Linked DNA regions of Zea mays: region 2 is linked to region 1. Evidence: chromatin contacts called from public Hi-C data. All regions are on one chromosome and are shown on one strand. The core of a region is the stretch at or near the end of the contact, and the rest is flanking DNA. Distances in the headings are between cores, read along the strand shown.

Region 1 (3,518 bases), core at 760-3,259:
TTAATAGTCACACTTAACTATTTTGGTAAACGTTTGTTGATGTATGTTTAATGGTTGTATTTATTGTTGAGTTGAGTATTATTCTCCCTTGAATTATCTTTTATGACTTAAGAAGATGGTTACTATGTGCTTGTGCTTTAGATGCTTGGTTTACTGCAAAGAGTCTCCTGAAATTTCTAATTTTTATGTCTAAAAATTGTTACATTGTTATTAGGATATTTTAGTTGTTGTGGTAGTCTCCAACTAATTAGATGTCAGGTTACAGGTATGCAATATAACTAACTTTATTAAATTAGTTGTCCGCTATAAATTAATCAAAAAATATAGTGTATGTATATATATATAGTAAGATATTAGATATAAATATAGATATAGACGTATAATCCTATCTAAAATATCGCAAGCACAGGTAGCCCCGTTGGTTGGTTGGTCAGCCACAGCATAGCGTGGCCTATATACCAAATTGCTTTTTGAGTTTTGTCCCTTACTAGGGCATTACGGCAACACAACATGAGCAATTTTTTTTAATAAGCAGCAAGCCATATTGCATATGCATAGTTACGCCTCGTTTGTCTCATATCCAAATCACAGAGGGTTGCCGAGTATTTTGACTTGCAGGCAATTTAGTCTTGTTCGGCTGTACAGATAGGAGGAGATTAATGATATTAAATCTTCTCCAATCTCCTTTAATACATGTTTAACCGAACAAGCTTTTAAGGTCCTCTTTGGTTGGATTAAAGAAGATTGAGAGAGATTAAATTTTTTTATTTAATTTTGACTAGAAAGAGATTTAATCCCTACCAATTCCTTCAAACCTTTTCTTACTGAACAAGCACTAAAGTCATGTTGGGTTGCATGAGGACTGTAGGTGATTGAGGGAAAATAAATTTATTTTTATTCAATTTTAAATAGTAAGAGATTTAATTCCACCTAAATAAAGTTTATCTATTAACACATTCAAAGTTTAAATGATAATTAAGGTTATTAAATATATGTTAATTATAAAACTAAGTATATAGTAAAGACTAAAATACGGGACAAATTTATTAAATATGATTAAACCTATATTTAAATTCACAATTAATATTGTGACATTTGATGTGACCCAAATTAAACTTCCAAATACCCTTCAAGAAAAAAACAGGCCCTAATCACAAAATTTAACAGGAAATAGTTCGGATACGATGTCAAGGTACACTAGTCGTACTTGTCGTTAGTACGGATTCATCTTCAGATGAGTAGCTTTTGAGCAACAGCAGTGTAATTGTGCCATAGTTCCATGGTCAGCATGTGGTTTTCATCGGCTTGCAACACACATCATGTTACTAAGTATTATAAAAACCATAGTTTTAGTATACTATAGTTTGAAGTTATCATGACACAACAATACTATTTGTTTACATCACTAACAACAATACTTGTTTGGAGACAAAGTATTTTAAACCATGATACTATATTTGTTCTCAAATATTTGTCGCATGCTACTTTTGAACTAAACGACGACAAATACAAAAGAACGGAGAGAGTATTTAGTATACATATGAAAAAGTTAGTTATAGACAAAAACTTTGGGTTAGAGTGGAGTTCCAAATACTCAAAAAAATGTATCTAAAAATCCATGGTAACTACTTTTGGCATAAAAAATATGGTTTTACCTCAGAACCCTAAAAAATACAAAGTATTTTTCTAAACCCCTCATAAATTTTCCTCATTTCTTCTTGAATCAAACATGGCTATCTGTTTCTGAAGAAGGTTAGCGATGGAACTATCAAGCAGGGAGGAGTTACCCGAGAGGCCGAGACGACGTTGATAATAAACAATTGTAGTACGGTAAAACATGATGGAAAAAGGGGATCGGTATGGTCGACACTTACATCGTTTCTCCCCTGTCCGGCTTCCACGTCCATGGAGGCAGCAGCCATAGGCGGCGGAGATCAGCAGGTTTCCCAGGGACCTGAGGCAAATGTTCGGTGGGCAAAGCTCAGCTAGTTCAGTATTATTAAGCACTAATAAGTGCTGCCGCATGCGCGCTACTTTTTATAGCAGTAGGAAAAGGTGGGAATGACGTGGCCAGAGCCCGGGCAGGCGGGCCGTGGCCCACGCGACCCACTAACAGCTCTGTTCCGTTGAGGTGCGCAACGTGCGTGGATGAGGATTGTTGTCCTCCACCGAGTCCCTGCCAGCCACAAAAGCTTTGGGGAGGCGTATTAGTAAAAAATGGCATGTGCTTATTTGGACTGCACCAAATCTGATATATACTATCATATAGTATCACATAGTCAATGCTAATGCTATGATTACGAGAAAGGAAGGAGAGAGATCAGCGGTGGCGGCACGAGTGAGAGGAGGGAGATGGTGGGGTGGCGATGGAGAGAGATGATGTATGATCCAAATAATATTATCCATCGAATTTGAGTAAATAAGAGGAAGGTTATCCAGCGATCAGAACCATTGGTTTCGATGGTACGTTGGGTCTAAGTTTAATTTAATTGGTCGATTTAGTGGAAGTTATGAGTGTGGAGTTGATTTTGTTAGGTGAGTTTTGTAATGTTATATATATATTAGATGAACGCCCGTGCGTTGTTACGGAGTGAATATGTTAGATAAGATACATTGAAATTTAAAGATAATAATTTTATTTTATGTTCTTGTTAGCATCTTTTAAAAGTTAATAATTTTTACATACCTTAAAAATCTTACACATCGAATAAATCCATCATTTACAGTAAAATAAATGCTCATCGGCCACTCATTTTATGTTCTTGTTAGCATCTTTGTCTCTTAATTTTGCCCTTTGTAATAAATTATAGAGTGCATTTTAAGCCCTCATCTTCTAAAATAACATAATATTCCAATTTGGTAGCTTGTTAAAGTAATTTTTAGAGAAAAAACTGAGATATATGCTAATAAAAAAGTAGACATCAAATGACCTGATCTTTCTCCAATAACTGCTTTCAGCTATGCATTTCCACGAGAGCCCTTGCTGAACAATAAGACAGGGCAATCCGATAATTCAACCCCCAAGCCATATGATCCGACTGCAATTTGTAGTTAAGTGTATAGGTGGTTAAATAGAGAAGTCCATGTTTGCTTCTATATTGATTTGTAATCTGCTAAAAGAAACGGATAGAGTCTCTTACTCGTGCTGAAGGATTGTTTCAAGTCACCTAACTTCACTGGCACCACGAACCCGTGGGAACCTAGTCTTTCTTAAGATTTCCAGAACGTAAGAATTCGTACGCAGTTCATCCCCTTCCTCACCCCCGAGGTCAAATGGAAACATGTAAAGCAGAAACTTGTCTGGTGCAAACACATGCTCACTAAAATTGAACCATGCGACAAAAACGAAGGGGGTTCAGTTATTCAATTTTTCTTTGAACATATTGATAATGACTAAAATATTTTTGAACTCTATCAATCGCTTCGTTAGAGTGGCCTCACACACATGCACAACAGAGGCTTGCAAATGTAAAACAAAGTTGATGTCATCACTAAAACGTAAAACAAAAGGTTGTAAG
Region 2 (3,518 bases), core at 365-2,864, 280 kb before region 1:
TTCTGATGAAAAGCAGTAGGTCAAATCGATAGACGACAGATTTTGAGAAATCATCGGCTAATCTGACGGATGGATGGCATTCCAATTGCCAACTCTAAAGGCTAAACCAACAAGTCTCTCCTACCCGCTACGGCGTCGCATCCCACGGCGCAGTGACGAACGGATTCAAGTAACCTTCGAAATTCCTCGGCCTGGCGCCGGCGGCGGCGTTGTCGTCGTCGTCGAACACCACCCACTCCGTTGTGACCACTGTCTTCGAGGCCGGTGGGGTTTCCTCCACGGCGACCAACGCCTTCATTTGTTTGTCCTCGCGGCTTTCCTCAACGACGTGGTTCATGATGATCTTCTCGAGATCCCTGATGTCATCGTCCGCGACGCGCTCCACGGCCGGAAATTCGGCGGCGTTGAGCACGCCCAAGCTCTGGCACAACTCAAAGTACGATGACAGCTGCGCGCTCTGCTCCGCGGCATTTTTCAGTACCCGCATCCCCTGCACTGCCCTCCGCCGCCTCGCTGCCGCCAACGTCTCTCCCGGCCGTGGCCGTGGCGTCATCGGGGCCGAGCCGAGAACGGCGACGAGGAACCGGGCAATGCCCGTGCATATCTCGCTGTAGACCTCGAAGATCTCGATAACGACGCAGTCCATCGCCTCGAAGATGAGGCCCAGCTCCATGCCGTCCCCGTACGGTCGGATTTGCAGGAGCAGGTGCAGCAGGTGCTGCTGCTTGGTCACGTGATCCAGCCTCGCGTCCTCGCCGTCGGTCTCGCCCGTGTCGGCGACGGCATCTAGATCCTGGGCGATGAAGAGGGAGCGGGTGTCGAGGAAGCGGAAGTAGGCGCGCACGAAGGCGGAGAAGCCCGACGATTTGGACGGCGGCGACGAGCGGTCGCGGAAGTCAGCGAGGTCGAAGGGAATGCGGCCGAGGCGCACCGAGCGTGGCGCGAGGTCGGGCCGCAGAAGTAGGCCGTGCGCAAGCATGAGCGCCTTGAGCGCCACGGCCCAGCACCGGGTCCGCCCGGCGCGGCGTGCCAGCGCCCACATGAGCGGCTGCACCGACACCGGCGACGCGCGCGCCAGGGCGAAGACCCGCGCCGCATTCCCGTAGTCTACAGACCGCTCGTCATGGCTAGTCGCGCGGATCACGGCCGCCTCCAGCTCGGGGCTCCACAGCACCGCCGCGGCCACCCCGGAGGCCGGCCGTGGTCGCAGTGCCGCCACGCGTCTCAGGTACAAGCTCCTCCTGTCCTTGACTGCCGCCGTGGCGCGCCGCCACCACTGCCGCGCGGTCGTCATCTCCTGACCGTGGACGCTGGCGTCACCACCTTCCCTGGCGCCGGCGAGCTCGAGGCGCCCCGGGAAGATCAAATCCACGACGGTTGCCAGCTCCGAGCCACGCCGGAAGCGTTCGTGGCCGCTCGAGCTTTTGGCAGAGGATGAAAGCTCCAAGAAACAATGTTATCAGGCCAACGGAACTAACTGGACGGCATGGGATGGGACGAAGAGAAACGAAGCGCCAAGAACGTGGCAGGCAGTAACGTGGGGGTCGGAGGGGAGAGAAAGGAGGTGAGAGTAGACGTGGGAGGGACAGAGGTGGAGGACTGGAGGTGGACGGTGGAGGGCCAGGTCAAGCGTTCTAATTTTTGTAAGGCCCCGGGAGGCTGGATTCACGATCCTCTTTGCTGTTGCGTGTACGCACAAAACCGCTAGAAATCCCAGCATTCTATAAGTGGAGCTTGTACACTGTCTTGAAAAATACTAAATTTTCCATGTTTCAAAAAATGAAAAAGAAACTAAATTTGTCAAAATAAATATTTTTATTGGTATCACAACTTATACTATAAAAACCTGTTTGGTTAGAGATAGATTGAGTTGTAGGGACAACTTCTAAAAAATGTTAAAATTTTTCCCTAAAAACTGATTATTGGGTTTAGGCTAAAAAATTTTAACAGTGTAACTAGATGTGTAATTCAACAATTCCCCTAAATAAAGAGTGAAAATCGAGAAATGGGACAAAATAAACAGATTCGATTGCTCCGAGGGTTGTTTGCTTGTCTTTGTTTGTTCGGCACAAAAAGGAACGGGTGCTCGCATGCACGCCACCGTGTGGGAAAACAAAAGGGCAAAAACGCTTGAGCCTTGCCGCGTGGGAAATAAAAATGGAGGAGGCTGGTGTGCGCGCGGACGGGATTGGGGAGAAAAAGAGGACACGAAAATAGGAGAGAGAGGACGCTCTAAATGAGGGACGAGAATTTTTTAAAGGAAGGACGAGTCACGAGGGAGCTGTTAAAACAAGAAAAATCATTATTTTTTCTGTTTTAGGGTTGATTTACACGATCTTTTGGAGTTACTCCAAGGCCCTGTTTAGTTAGCGTAGTCTTGGTACTAAACTTTAGTCATTACCTTGTTTGATTATAGACTAAACAAAATCTGAACGTATTAAATGAAGTGCATAAAGACTTAAATGTCCCTTGTCTTGATTCCTATAAATGGCACAATCTCAACTATACAGTGTACAGAAGCAACGTTATGGAACAGTCACAAGCAGTTCCTCGTGTTGAGTATGTGAACCAGTCACTCATACGTAGAGGACACCGGAAATGAAGCAGACGTGAGATGTATCCTCTAGCGACGGAAGGTTGGGGAGGAGGAAGGTAGGGAGCAGACGAAAAAAAATCTAGTTTAGTCCTCTTTAGGTATCCTTTAGCTATCCTTTGAGTGACTAGAGACAAAATTAATTTAATCCAGACGCGAAATGTAGTCTCTAGCGGCACAAGGTTGGGAAGGAAAAAAATCTGGTTTAGTCCTCTTTAGCCACCTCTTCAGTGACTAGAGACTAAATTGATTTAGTCCTTTTAGCCCTTGTGTTTGGTAAAAAGGGACTAAAAACTAGTGATTAATTTTTAATCTCTCTAGCCAAACGTAGGGCTGGACAAAATACTCGTGGCTCGTGAGCTCGGTCGACTCGGCTCGTTTCAATTTTATCACGAGCTGTACAGATAAATGCTAGCACATTCGAGCTAACGAGCTATCTCGTTAACGAACCGAGGTAAGATGTTAGCTCGGTTTGTTAACGAGATAGCTCGTTAGCTCGAATGTGCTAGCATTTATCTGTAAAACAAAGCCTATACTTGTATTGGATGAATTAATAAGTGATGAACTATGTTAGTTTAGGGTTTAACTGATGTGATATATAAAATTATAAGTATTGTTAGCTTTTTCTAGTATTAAATTAGTATAAAATTAACTAGCAATTAATTATATTATTGTATATATATGTATAATATTTTTTGTTGTGGCTCGCGAGCGAAATGAGCCAGCTCGAGCTCGCAAACGAGCCGAGACGAGCTGGTTCTCTGGCTCGGTTTCTTAACGAGTCGAGCCGAGTCGAGCTAGCTCAATATTCACCCCTAACCAAACGAGACCTAAATCCCTTCTTATTAATTTTAAATAAAAAAAATTTAATCTTACTCAATCATCTTCAATCCCATGCAACCGAAAGAGCCTAAGCCTAAGGATC

What was found. Hi-C and Micro-C count contacts between places; a contact is called where the count stands out from the background.
Region 2: a contact with region 1 is called in a Hi-C map of tassel, with 2.7 times the contacts expected there. The contact joins the promoter of LOC100284872 here to the promoter of LOC103653279 in region 1. A contact is called at or near these places in 2 of 25 Hi-C or Micro-C datasets (ear and tassel).

What each region holds. Positions count from the first base shown.
Region 1 is chr4:57,668,756-57,672,273 of Zm-B73-REFERENCE-NAM-5.0, reverse strand. It overlaps LOC103653279 (probable potassium transporter 4), which reads right to left and starts at 2,009. Exons shown (of 4, transcript XM_008680221.2): 1 at 1,875-2,009. The coding sequence starts at 1,922.
Region 2 is chr4:57,944,662-57,948,179 of Zm-B73-REFERENCE-NAM-5.0, reverse strand. It overlaps LOC100284872 (clathrin assembly protein), which reads right to left and starts at 1,614. Exons shown (of 1, transcript NM_001157767.2): 1 at 1-1,614. The coding sequence starts at 1,294. The coding sequence ends at 128.